Linked DNA regions of Pan troglodytes: regions 2 and 3 are each linked to region 1. A link is a contact called in public HiChIP or PLAC-seq data. All regions are on one chromosome and are shown on one strand. Each heading gives the region's core, a stretch centred on a gene start, on an enhancer-like site or on the middle of the called end of the contact. The rest is flanking DNA. Distances are from core to core; before and after follow the strand shown.

Region 1 (4,549 bases), core at 1,786-4,285:
ATGCGCTGGACTCCTCCTTTATTTATTTATTTACTCCCTTCTAGAAAGAAGTTGTGCTTCTTTCCAAACACAACTCTGCTAGAAATATCTCTGGGCCACAAGGCAAACCTAAAATAGAAGTGCAAAATCTCTGGTGGTCCCATTAGTCTCCCTTCCTCCAACTCAAAAACCATTCCAGACCTTGTCTGTCTCCTTGTCTCTAGACAGTGAGCCTAAAATAAGTCTCCTTGGTAGGAAATGCCTGGTTGGAATGCAAATGACCCAAGCCCTGAAAAAATGGCCCGCTGACCACACACCGTGGGCTGAGGACTCACCCAGGTATCAGCTCTGAGAAGACAAGCAAGTGAGCCTGGGTCCCACTTCAACTCACTGCAGCCCCCTCCACCAAGACACAGGCAACCAGGCCAGGCTGGAGGAAGAAAATGTGACCCAAACATCCAATTCCCCCTACCCAAAAGAAAGCAGCTCTATCCCCACGGCCCTCATGCAGGAAAGCCAGCTCCAGAAGGTCACTGGGGCACCAGGTGGGCACCTCTCTGGAGCTACAGATGACCGATCAGAGGTTCTGCTCCGAGACTGGCAGGTACCCAGCACAGTTACCCTGGCCTGAGGGTCAGCTGATAAAACCACTGAGAAAGTATAGAAAATAACATTCTCTTTAAAACAAATGAGAAAGGAATGGCCACTCTAGGTTTTCAGAAGTCAAAACCAGATAGCCCCATCGGCTTTGATCACATTAGGAATACACTGTCTCTTATCTAACGAGTTAAGAACGGTTTTCTTCTTCCCTTCTCCCACGTGGCCCCATTGGTTCTCTAGGCCCCCTGGTGAAGATGCAATAGGGACACAGACCCCCAGCCCTCTACCTGGCAGAAATGAACTTTGACTGGTTTTACTTACACGTGTACAAATGCAGGACTGAGAGGGCAGCTTCAAAGCTGGCTGAGTGACCCCCAAGAGCACAAAGTCCTTCTCCGCACACCTGTGGGGGAGTTTTGTGAATTTCCCAGATGCCCACAGGGACTAGTTATGTACGCTGCAGGTCGATACCGGCCGGGAGTTTCCATTTTGCACAGCAAGAAAGGTGCTCAGGGTGCCCTTTGCAGGTGGGCACTCGGCCTGCAGCTCAAGGGTGGGCCATGACGTTGGTCCCTCACTGGATTGCCCGGCAGGCCTCCCTCAGACCCAGTAGGACGAGTACCTCGAAGAGTCCTTGTGATCCCAGCACTTTGGGAGGCCGGGGCGGGCGGATCACGAGGTCAGGAGTTTGAGACCAGCCTGGCCAATATGGTGAAACCCCGTCTCTCCTAAAAATAATTAAAAATTAAACGGGCGTGGTGGCGTGCGCCTGTAGTCCCAGCTATTGGGGAGGTTGAGGCAGAAGAATCGCTTGAACCCGGGAGACGGAGGCTACAGTGAGCCGAGATCGCGCCACTGCACTCCAGCCTGGGCGACAGAGCAAGACTCCATATCAAAAAAAAAGAAAAAAGAAAAGGCACCCCGGATACTGCTACGCCTTGCCCTAACCGTCTCGCAAATCCTAGAGATACATGAATGACCCTTTCAGGTTGGTTAAAATCCACACAAGCACCTCCCTGGCCTCTTAAATCTTTCCAAACTACAGCTTAGACTGGAGGGAAGCAGTTGCAGCGCCCATAAAAGTCATCTTAAAAGGCAAGTTGGAAAAAAACCCGATACGCACTAGTTAGCAAGTCCGCGGTGAAGGGGGCGGTGGCCCAAGGGCCGGATCTGCGGGATCTGTGCGCCTAGGGTGGGGAGGCTGGGGCTGCCCCGTCGGTCCCCGAGCCCGCGCGCCCACCTGGTAGCCTGAGGGCCCCGATCTGACGCTGGTGATCACGCCCCACAGCTCCATCCAATTAGGAAAATGACCGCGAGAAGACGGAGAGAGGGCGACGAGGAGGAAGGGGGGCTGAGCCGCGGGAGGCTCAAAACGGGCCGTAGGGACCCCGCCCGCCACCCCCACCCCCACGCCCCCAGCCAGCGAGCGCCGGTCCTGGGTCCCCGGCCCGCGGCGCCCCGACGCTGTCCCGGCGGAGATCCCGCGGCGCCCAGCGTGCGGCGGCCAGTGGCCCTCGGGGACGCCCCCAGCCCCGCCAGCGGCGCGCTCAGCTCTCCCCCACCCCCGGCCGGCTGGGACGCGCAACAACCCCACCCGCTCCGAGAATAAAGTTTGTGGGCAGCCGTAGGGGCGGGGCGGCGAGGGGGTGAAACTTTGAGTCCCGGGCCGGGTGTGGGGGGAGCGCACCCAGCACCGGGACACCCACGTGCGGGCCCGAGAGCCTCCGCCACCGTCGCCTCCCGGGCCTCCCGCGCCGCCGCCGCCGCCGCCGCGACGCTTTCCTTTCATTTTTGCCTCTCTCTCTCTCTCATTCGCGCGCTCTCCTCCCTCTCGCCCTCTTTCGCTCGCTCCCTCCCTCTCCCTTCCCCCTCCCCCTCCTCTCCCTCCCCCCCCCCACCCCAGACGCCATCTCTCCCTCTTTCCCCGGCTCTCCCTCTCTCCCTCCAGCTCTCCGGCATGAGGGAATGTGGAAGTGAAAGGAAAAGACGACATGTTTGCAGCGCGGCGCGGGCCTGCGCGCGGCCGTCCCCAGGGAGAGGCGGGGGGCGGGTCGGCCGCGGCCGCAGCGACCCACCCCCGCGCCCCCCGCGCCCCCGCCGGCCGGCAGCGCGGGGCTGCGGGGCTGGGGCTGGGGCGGGGGCGGGGGGCCGCGCGGGACACTCACCCTGGGTCCGGGCGCGGCTCCTGCGCTGGGGCCCTCGGCGGGCCGGGCCGGGCCGGGCCGGGGGCTCCTGGCTGCCCACCGCCCGGGCTGCTGCTGTGCGCCCGCCGCCCGCCTCCACGCGCGCCCGCCGCCTGCTCCTGCCGCCCTCCCTCCGGCTCCTCTCTTTCTCTCTCTCCCCCCTCCTCTCGCTCGCTCTCTCGCTCGCGCTCTCTCCCTCCCTGGAAGAAGGGAATGAGGCAGGGCTGACGTGAAGGGATGCAAAACAGCTCCTCCTAAGCCAGCTCGCAGAGGAAGAGAGAGACAGAAAAGCAGCCCTTTTATCTCTCTTTTGTTTTCTCACTTCCTTCCACCCCCAACACCCCCCTCTTGTCAGCCCAAGTTTTCTTTTCTCTTTCTACCGCAGAGGATTTTTCTTCCTTTCTTTCTCTTTCTTTCGGTTCAACTCTCCCACTCGAATTGAAAGCCTGAAGGGTTTTCTTTCTCCTGTTTTTTTCTTCCCTCTTTTCTTCCTTCTTCCTCCTTTCTTATTTCTCTAAAAGGGTTTTGTTTGCTGTGGGAGTTTCGTTTGAAAATCAAGTCACGCCTTTTTTCCTTCTTTTCTTTCTTTCTCTCTCTTTTTTTTTTTCTCCTCTCAGCAGAAAAGGGGAACAAAGATTAACTGAAGCGGGGGAGAGGCAGACCTCGCTTGGAAATGGGGGGCCCGGCCCTGTCCGGTACAAAGGGGGCCCGGGGGCCCTGCGCCCCGCCCCCCTCAAGGGAAGCCAGGGGCGTCCTCTGGAGAGGAGAGCCGGTGGGGGTGTGGGGCACGGGTGCGGCTCCTGGGTGCCGGTTCCTTCCCAAGTGCGAGCGAGGGCCGCCGAGCCCGCCCCTCCCCAGCCAGAGGTGGCAAGCTGGGTGTGTGTGCTTCACTTATGTATTTTTAAAGTAGGCAGATGGGCCTGGAACAAACATCCCCGCAGCGCACTGAACAGCAAAAGCCTTTAAACAGCTGTTAGCAGAGCCCTGGACGGCCTGACTCGAGGGAGCGGCGCGGGCTCCGAGCGCCAGGGCCCGGGTGGAGAAGGGGCTCAGGGCAGCTGCTGGGATCGGCGGGCTGGCGGGGTCCCCGAGCCCAGGGCCTGGGCCTCGGCCCCCGGGCGGACTGCTGGGGGGCGCCGAGGCGTGGTCGCTGGCAGCGCGGCCGTCAGGTCCCTCTCGGCTCCCTGAGGGGCCGCGGGGTTTGGCACAGCCTCGCCGCCCTCCAGCTCCGGCGCAGGCCGGACACCAGGCCTCCAACCTCCAGAACACCCGCCACTCCGAGCCGTTTCTCGACTCCAACGCAGGGCGGGTCCGGAGCCCTCGGACAGAGCCGGGCAGTGCCGCCAGGAAGGGTCAATTATTCATGGGGCGCCCGGGCGTGCTCCCAAGACCTGCTCTGTCCTCGGGTTCTCCGGAGGAGTGGGGAGAAGACGGGGGAAAGTTCCCGGAGCAAAGTTGGTCACATTTCTCATTTTCCCAAGTAAGTATTGAGCACCTGCTGGATGCCGGGCCCTCGGACTGGGGCTGCAGCCAGGGGGAGAAACGTGAGGTCTCGGTGGGCCCCGAGAGCAAACGCAGGGAACAATACAAGGGAAGCTGCGGCTCAGGACCAGGTCACCGGGAGGAAGGAAAGCCTGGATCCTCTCCCCTCCCTCTTCCCTTCCTTCCCTTCCCTTCCTTCCTCCCGGCTGCATCTCCTTGGCTCCACCCCTTCTCCTCATCAATTCCTCCCACACTTCCCTGCTCTCCCTGGCTTTTCACTGAAGGGTCCCTTCTCCCAGGGAGGA
Region 2 (4,448 bases), core at 402-2,901, 89 kb after region 1:
ACACCAGGCAGCCAGGTAGGCCAGCTAGGAGTGGGGCTGACTCATCCATTAGGCCTATCATACTTTTAGCGGTCCGCAAAATGTTTTTATTCTTTTGAAATTTAAATTTAATTTCATTAATTTTTTTTAATAGACAGGGTTTCGCTATGTTGCCTAGGCTGGACTCAAACTCCTGGGCTCAAGTGATCCTCCTGCTTCAGCCTCCTGAGTAGCTGGGACTACAGGTGCTCTTTCTTCCTAAAAATATGTTTAGTAATGGATGATTGGATGCAGAAAAAAAATATATATGTTTAGGTTGAAGAAAATACTTTAGACTGGGAGCAGTGGCTCAGGCCTGTAATCCTAGCACTTTGGGAGGCAGAGGCAGGTGGTGACATGAAGTCAGGAGTTTGAGACCAGCCTGGCCAACATGGTGAAACCCCATCTCTACTAAAAATACAAAAATTAGTCGGGTGTGGTGGTGAGTGCCTGTAATCCCAGCTACTCAGGAGGCTGAGGCAGGAGAATCACTAGAACCTGGGAGGCAGAGGTTACAGTGAGCCAAGATTCACCACTGCACTCCAGCCTGGGCAACATAGGAAGACTCTGTCTCAAAAAAAAAAAAAGAAAAGAAAAGAAATAAAATATATAAAATTCATATATTCATCTTTATGCCAGCCCAGTGGTAAGATAATAATTTTTAAAAATAATTTTAATGGAGAAAGGGTCCCTTGAAAACAAAAGTGCCTAGGACCCAAGAAAGTCATTGTGTGTGTGTGTGTGTGTGTGTGTGTGTGTGTGTGTGTGTGTGTAGCAGGGAAGGGAGAGGGTGCTTGCTTCTTCCAACATTGACAGCTCATGCTGGACTCCTAGGCATCTGCCTGGCCACCACCCCCTTTAAATGCCGCCCCCTCTCCCGGGGTACACCTGGCCTCCCTGAATGGGCCCACCTGCCCCGAGGCCTGGCACGAAGAAGCCAAACAAAAGAACAAAGATTCCTCAACAATCCCAGGGTGAGAAGAATCTTCTGTACCAGGCTTGGAAAATGCACCTGTGGACTATGACATACTTGGGCAAAGGGCATTGTGGGGCCAGGGAGGAGTTCAGGAGCTGTGCGGGAAGAAGGAGGGAGGGCAATGCTATGTTGTAGAAAGGGTGAGCTCATTAAACTTTACAATCCCCCTGATACTGACCCCATTTTACAGAGGAAGAAGCATGGGCTCAGAGAGGTTGAGGAGCTTGCCCAAGCTCACAGCTGGGATTCAAACTTAGGCGTCTTTGATCTGACACCCATGCCCCAGCTCCCTCGTCACAGATCCCTGGGATACCTGACTCAGCCACTGTAGGGCCGCGGGCGGGGCATAATGGACAGCTTCTAAGCTGACCACCCAATCCTCCCCAGTGGCTGTTCTCCATTCCTGCTTCCCAGAAACCCATCCTTCCCGGGCTGATCCTACAAAGGATCTTCTATAATAGGATCTTGGGGCCTCAATTTCCCTTTTGTGCGTGTGCTGGGGCAGGGATCTTCCTCTAGGAATGAGGAAGAGAGAGAGACAAGAGAAAAGCATGGCCTTTCTGCCCCACTGTGCTAAGCCCCCAGCCAGGGTCCTCCCGGAAGCCCAACCCCTGCCGCGCGCGGCCTGGCGTGCAGGAATGGAGCTCGGTCCCTTTAAATCCCGCCGAGGAACGCCTGAGGGCCGGGCCGCGCCATTCCCGGATCCGCCGGCTGGGAATCGCGGGTCCCCGCGCGTCCTGCAGCACTTCCCGCGCCGCGCCCCCAGCCCAGGGCGCCGGCTCTGTGCGGGGGTGCCCGGGCGGTCGGGAGAATGAGCCGCATCTACCACGACGGCGCGCTCCGGAACAAGGCGGTGCAGAGCGTCCGGCTGCCGGGGGCCTGGGACCCCGCCGCCCACCAGGGGTAGGCCTGGGCGCACGGCCTCGGGTCGGCCTCGCCTGCCCCGGCTCGAACCCCGCAACAGGATCGGGGTGGGGGGTGGGATGCGGGTGGGGGAAAACTGGGGTTGCCAAAGCCGCCTCTCCGCCTTCAGTCCGCCCCTCCAGTCCGCCGCTCCCGGCGCCCCTGCCGCCGCGCCCGCCCAGCGACCCCATGATACAGATCGGCTTAAATCTCCCCGCCTGTCCGCCTGCCCTCGAGAGAGGGTCCCGACCCCCAGACAGGTCTCCGAAGGCTGTGCTTCGCCTCACGCCGACCTCCGGCCCCACCCCACCCGCGTAACTACGAACTCCAGCTACTTGCCGCGCTGCTTTTGCAAAGACTCATGCCCTGCCCCAGAAGGGACAGTGGCCGTGCTGTGGCGGGAACAGCGGGCGGGCTGGTCCAGAGCAGGGCCTGCCTGGGTGAGGAGGATTTGGAGGGCCAGGCCCTGTCGTCACAGGGTTATGAGGCCGAACGGACCATTCCATTTACAACTGCACTGAAGAATTGTGCTAAGTGAAATAAGCCAGACACAGAAAGACAAATACTGTGTGATCTCGTATATGGAACCTATAAAAGCGTTGAACCATAGAAACAGCAGAACAGACCAGGCGCTGTGGTTCACGCCTGTAATCCCAGCACTTTGGGAGGCCGAGGCGGGTGGATCACTTGAGGTTAGGAGTTTGAGACCAGCCTAATGGTGAAACCCTGTCTCTACTAAAAATACAAAAATTAGTCGGGCGTGGTGGCAGGTACCTGTAATCCCAGCTATTTGGGAGGCTGAGGCATGAGAATCGCTTGAACCCGGGAGGTGGAGGTTGCAGTGAGCCGAGATTGTGCCACTGCACTCCAGCCTGGGCGATGGAGCAAGACTGTGTCAAAAGAAAAGAAACAGTAGAACAGGGAACAGTGATTGCCAGGGGATAGTGGATGGGGATGGGGTAATGATCAAAGGTACAAACTTTCAGTTATAGAATAAACAATTTCTGGGGACCTAATGTACAGCATGGGGTCTGGTGGGTGTGTTCATTAATCTGTGGTAATCATTACATAGTGTGTACTTAAATCATCACGTTGTGCACCTTGAATATATACAGTCTTTTGTCAGTTAAATATTTAGAAAAATAATTGCGGGGGGTGGGGAAGAATTGGATAGAGACCAGCTAGGTAAAGTTTTCACTTCCCACTCTCATCCCTATTCCACTGTCATCTTCAGTTGTCCCCACGCTTCTCCATTTCTGTGGATGCAAAAAAGGAAGCCTCCACGTTCTGCTTTTATGAAAACCAGAGTCGAGAAGCCAGGGTTCCACTTCCCCTCAGTGAAGGACCGTGTGATCTTGGACTAGTCTCAGACTTCTAAGTTTTGGTTTCTTCACCTCTCAGTAGTAACCATTTCCTTGGGTTAATGACCACCTGGATATGAATGAGGAAAGGAATATGAGAGTGTTTAAAAACAGGTGGAAAGGGAAAATAGTTTATTGCAGCTTAGATACCTACGCTCACATTTGGCCCAATAAAAAAGTAAAATCTTTTGTATTTAGTAATCACTTAATAGCTTACAAAACACCTTCACACACATGATCTTGTGTCAACATCAGAGGAGGAGAGTGAGGCAGCTGTTTTCCTCCCCATTTTGTAGATAAGACTGAGGCTCTGGTTCCAGTTACTCCCAGTGGCCTTGTAGGAGGGGGCCATAGCTTGATCTTAGGGCAGGCTGACAAGGTTCCTCCTGGCATCTGGGCAATGCGCCAGCCTTTGGGACCCTTTGGAGATCCCTATGTAGGAAGCACGGGGAAAGGAGCTGCTCAGTACCCAGCCTGCTCAGGGCTGGGTAAATAGGAGACACGGGTGAGATTTGCTGAGGACTGACAAAACTGGCTATCCTTTCTTTCCCTTTCATCTCCAGGGGAAATGGTGTCCTGCTGGAGGGAGAACTGATCGATGTATCTCGGCACAGCATCTTGGACGCTCATGGCAGGAAGGTGAGGATGCTTCCTCGGTGCTAGCTAGAGGGCACTGACTTCGCGGTCATCATCCACTGTGGCATCTCCTTGTGCTGGGTCCTTCCAGTGCCATGAGTTGGGATTCTTGATGGGCTTAGAAAGCAAGTGGGAAGTAGGTCAGGAGATTTATAGCCAAATGGGACTACCAGCTGGAAGAATAGTTTAAGGCTGTGTTGAGCAGCAGACAGGTGGGAGGGCCTGTGTTCTTGCCAGAAGAGCCTGGGTCATGGCTGAGAAGGCAGAACAGGCCCTAAACCCCAGTCTTGCCTGAATGTAAACTCTGACAGTGTCTGGGGCTTCAGTTCCCATGTTGATGTCCTGGCTGCCTTTGCCCTCTCAGCCTCCTGGGGTCATGTCCTGTATCACCACCCCATCTCAGGTATCTGTGGGTACACCTGGCATTTACCATCCAGTACTAGCCTGTGTCTTTTTTCTGAGCGCTAGTTCTGACTTTCCACTCCCCCTTCAAATAGCCCCACCTAGATGTGCTGACCACCTTATCTCCTTGGTCTCTATAACTGAGCTTGGTC
Region 3 (4,706 bases), core at 501-3,000, 110 kb after region 1:
TTGAGGTCAGGAGTTTGAGACCAGACTGGCCAATGTGGTGAAACCCCATCTCTACTAAAAATAAAAAAATTTGCTGGGCATGGTGGCATGTGCCTATAATCCCAGCTACTGGGGAGGCTGAAGCAGGAGAATTGTTTGAACCCGGGAGACGGAGGTTGCAGTGAGCCAAGATTGTGCCACTGCACTCCAGCCTGGGCAACAGAGTGAGACTCCATCTCAAACAAACAAAAAACTGGACTGGGCGTAGTGGCGGTTTGGGAGGCTGAGGCTGGAGGATTGCCTGAGGCCAGCAGTTTGAGGTTACAGTGAGGTATGACTGTGCCACTGCACTCCAACCTGGGTAAGACCCTATCTCTGAAAAACAAACAAGCAAACCCCAGAACTCTGGCTGCAAAAGTAGTACATATTTCTTTGAAGGAAAAAAAGGAAAACTTGATAATCCTACCACCCAAAGATGTTTTTAAATCATTTATGTGGTACTCAGTTATGTGCCATGCACTGTCCAAGTGCTTACAAATATTATACTAACTCCCTTTGTGTTTATAACAACTGTCTGAAGTCAGTAGACTCATTTTCCAGTTTTCCAGTTTAGGAAACTGATATTACACCTTTTCTACAGATGGGGAAACTTGCCCAGGGTGCCCAGGCAGTCCGCAGAACCATGCTTTGAATCAGGGCAGTGTGGTTCCAGGGTCCTGTACAGATCAAACACCCTGACTCTGCCATTCCATCAGATACATGATTCATATTTTGGTGTATTTGCCTCCAATCTTGAGGAAAGTGGGTTGTCCCTGTACATACTTTGTGTAATCTTTTAGCTTAACAGGTGTCATGAACACTTCCGTATCATAAATCTTTCCCAGCATGATTTTTATTATCTATTTAATATTTCTCATATTCAATGTAGAACAATGCACTTAACCAATTTCTCATTTTTGTAATAATTTTCTTCCCATTTTCCCCTGTAATAACACTGCTGAGACATATATATTTTTCTTCTTTTTTTTACTGTTCTGAAGATACTCTGGCAGAAATGTATGTTCCTGAGGCTAAATCTTTTCACACATCCACAATCATTTTATCATAAATTCTAGAGCTGGAAACGCTGAGTCTAATGTTATATATATATATATCTGTCACCCAGGCTGGAGTGCAGTGGTGTGATCTCAGCTCACTGCAACCTCCGCCTCCCGGGTTCAAGCCATTCTCCTGCCTCAGTCTCCCAAGTATCTGGGACTACGGGCGCGCGCCACCACAACCGGCTAATTTTTGTAATTTTAGTAGAGGCGGGGTTTCACCATGTTGGCCAGGCTGGTCTCGAACTGCTGACCTCAAGTGAGCCGCCCGCCTCGGCCTCCCAAAGTGCTGGGATTACAGGCGTGAGCCACCGCGCCCGGACTGTTATATATTTTAAAGGCTTCTGATCCATATCGCCAAACAGTCCTCTGGATCGATTTGCATCTGTATCCGCTGCTCCATCTGCAGTATACGGACGTGCTCCACTTCACCCACACTGGGTCATTAAAAGAACAAACAAAAATAAGAACTTGATCGATTTGGGATTTTAAATGGAAATGCACTAAAAATTCCTTAATTCCACCATTCACCGTCTACCATAGAGGAACAGCCCATCTGCACGGAGAGACAGCTACGTAATTCACTGCAGCATTATAATACTGAAAAATAAAAATGAACGAAATGTTCCTTAACCGACGAACGGCCGAATGACCGGCGTCTCCACTCCGCGGAACGTTCTGCGAGCGCTAAGGGGATGGCGGGAGTGCATGATTTGGAGCGGGCGGTGAGAAAAGCAAGCTCCCGCCGCCTCTCCGTTTTGGCAACCCGGCTGACGGTCGTTTCGGCTTCTGGGGCCACCCGTCGGTCTGGGCGAGGGACACAGATCCGGATTCGCATCCTGACTGGCCCACCAACGCTGGCCGAGGTGACCACTCTCCTCGGCATCCGCACCTGCCCTCCAAGGCGTCAGAGAGGCCGGACCCTTGGGTGCTAGGGCTCGTGAGCGCCGGGGCCAAGTTTCCGAGTGCCGCTCTCAGCAGCGCACCAACCGGAAGTGACCGTGTTGTGGCGGAAGGAGGAGCTTTCTGGGAGTAGCCGGTGCTGAGAGAACCGTGGCTGGCAAAGATGATTCAGGCGATTCTGGTTTTCAACAACCATGGGAAGCCACGGCTAGTCCGCTTCTACCAGCGTTTCGTGAGTGCGGCCCGGCTTCACCACGCCCCTTCAGGGCGCCCACTATGTCTTCCCTCCTCTTTGGCCTCTCGGCGCCTGGGGGCACCGCTCCTTGGTCACCTGGGGCTCCTGCACCGAGCATGACCCTCACCCTACTTAAGCATTTAACCTAGGCGCAGGCTGGTGCCAGGCCTTCTGTCTCCCGCCCTACTGCCCCGCTCTCGCTGACCCTTTTCTTGATCCTGGCATTTCTGTGCCATTTTGTGACATTTTCCCGTGAGTCTCTGGGAACGAGATAGAAGCGACAGTGGGGAGTGTGCCTCGATGAGAACTTGAGTGATTGAAGTCACATTCTGTCATCTTTTTGGTTGTTGACCACAGTTTCATGAGGAAGAAATATTAAGTTTCTGAAAGTTTTTGTTATAGCCAGAACTGGAAAAGTTCTTTTTTTTTTTTTGGAATTATTTTGCTTCAGTGTTGGCTGAGACTAGATACCCTTCACTCTTAGGGTTGAAGAAAATCAGTTTAAAAGTGGAAAAATGATGAGAAATTATAAATGCTGCCGCATAAGGGCTCAATAAGTGATTACGTAAATTTGAATTTTCCCAACACGTTCCTTTGCAAACACATAAACATCAGTATTTGCTTCCTGTCTTCGAAGATTATATTTATTCATGGCAGGGTTTCAAAATGTTACATAATTGGGGGACTGGTGGAACTGAAGAGGGGAAAGTGCCAGAAAACGTGTTCAGGCTTCAGCTCCACCTTTTCTACTCTTGCGTCTGTTGACAAGTTAATAAACCCTTTTCAGACTTTTATTGTCTTTTGTCAATTAGAAATGAAAAAATAATTTTACTCCTTCATAAGATTTTTAAAGCTAGATTACATTTTATTAAGTAGATTACATCGAGGTAAAAATATGAGTATTCAGGCCGGGCGCGGTGGCTCACGCCTGTAATCCCAGCACTTTGGGAGGCCGAGGCGGGCGGATCACGAGGTCAGGAGATCAAGACCATCCTGGCTAACACGGTGAAACCCCGTCTCTACTAAAAATACAAAAAATTAGCCAAGCGCGGTGGCGGGCACCTCCAAGTCCCAGCTACTCAGGAGGCTGAGGCAGGAGAATGGCGTGAGCCCGGGAGGCGGAGCTTGCAGTGAGCCAAGATAGCGCCACTGCACTCCAGCCTGGGCGAAAGAGCGAGACTCCATCACAAAAAAAAAAAAAAAAAAAAAAAGTATATATATATATGTATGTATATGAGTATTCAGCGTAACTATTTGTATTTGCATTTGTGTGTATGCAAATTTCCCCCCTAGTTTTTTTCTAACAGGGTTATTGAGATAAAACTAACATGCCATACTGTTTACTTATTTATTTTATGTTATTTACTTATAGAGACGGGGTCTTTCTATGTTGCCCAGGCTGGTCTTGAACTCCTGGGCTCAAGCAATCCACCGGACTCAGCCTCCCAAAGTGCTGGGATTACAGGCATGAGCCACTGTGTCCAGCCCCAGTTTACCTATTTAAAGGGGACAATTCAGTGTTTTTTAGCATGTTCACGGAAGCTGTGTAACCATCACCACAATCAACTTTAGATCATTTTCATCACCCCAAAAAGAAACCTCTGCCCATTAGCAGTCACTCCCTATTTCTCCATGACTCTCCCAGCCCCAGAGAGTTTCTTTCCCTCTAAATTTGCCAGTTCCAGAATGGCAAATGGAATTTGCCTATTCCGTTGCCTATAAATGGAATCATAAATAAGTGGTTTTTTGTGTGTCTGCCATGTTTCATGTAGTATAATGTTTTCAAGATTCATCCATGTTGTAGCATGTATCTGATCTTCTTCATTTCTTTTATTGCTGAATAATATTCCATTATATGGATATGCCATATTTTGATTGTCAATTTATAAGTTGATATTTCTGCTTTTTGGCTCTTCTAATTAATGCTGCTATGAACATTCTTGTGCAAGTTTTTATGTGGACTTATGACTTCATTTCTCTTGGTTATATACCTAGGAGTAGAATTGCTGGATCATATGGTAACTATGGTGAACATTTTGAGAAACTGCAAACTATTTGACAAATTTTCCAAGTGGCTGCACCATTTTACATTTCCATCAGCAATGTATAATGATTCCAGTTTCTTCACATCCCTGCCATTCGTTATTTATTTATTTATTTTTGGTTAAAGACATTTTAGTGGGTGTAAAGTGGTATCTCACTGTGGCTTTTTTTTTCCCCCCGAGACTGAGTCTCGCTCTATCTCCCAGGCTGCAGTGGTGTGATCTCGGTTCACTGTAACCTCTGCCTCCCGGGTTCAAGTGATTCTCCTGCCTCAGTCTCCTGAGTAGCTAGGATTACAGGTGCCCACGACCATGCCTGGCTAATTTTTGTATTTTTAGTAGAGATGGGGTTTCGCTGTGTTGGCCAGGCCGGTCTCGAACTCCTGACCACAAGTAATCTGCCCGTCTTGGCCTCCCAAAGTGCAGGGATTACAGGCGTGAGCCACCGCA

Evidence for each region. HiChIP or PLAC-seq counts read pairs in DNA pulled down with a chosen protein or histone mark.
Region 2: a contact with region 1 is called in an H3K4me3 HiChIP or PLAC-seq map of stem cell-derived excitatory neurons, with 4 times the contacts expected there. The contact joins the promoter of ARPIN here to the promoter of ZNF710 in region 1. A contact is called at or near these places in 1 of 7 Hi-C or Micro-C datasets (stem cell-derived neural progenitor cells) and 1 of 1 datasets of contacts at active chromatin or transcription factors (stem cell-derived excitatory neurons).
Region 3: an H3K4me3 HiChIP or PLAC-seq map of stem cell-derived excitatory neurons shows a contact between it and region 1, with 4 times the contacts expected there. The contact joins the promoter of AP3S2 here to the promoter of ZNF710 in region 1. A contact is called at or near these places in 1 of 7 Hi-C or Micro-C datasets (stem cell-derived neural progenitor cells) and 1 of 1 datasets of contacts at active chromatin or transcription factors (stem cell-derived excitatory neurons).

The regions. Positions count from the first base shown.
Region 1 is chr16:81,793,061-81,797,609 of NHGRI_mPanTro3-v2.0_pri, reverse strand. ZNF710 (zinc finger protein 710) reads right to left here and starts at 3,035. Exons shown (of 5, transcript XM_024349367.3): 1 at 2,745-3,035.
Region 2 is chr16:81,703,075-81,707,522 of NHGRI_mPanTro3-v2.0_pri, reverse strand. ARPIN (actin related protein 2/3 complex inhibitor) reads left to right here and starts at 1,651. Exons shown (of 6, transcript NM_001242426.1): 1 at 1,651-1,897; 2 at 3,822-3,897. The coding sequence starts at 1,806.
Region 3 is chr16:81,684,288-81,688,993 of NHGRI_mPanTro3-v2.0_pri, reverse strand. AP3S2 (adaptor related protein complex 3 subunit sigma 2) reads left to right here and starts at 1,750. Exons shown (of 6, transcript NM_001242425.2): 1 at 1,750-2,211. The coding sequence starts at 2,143.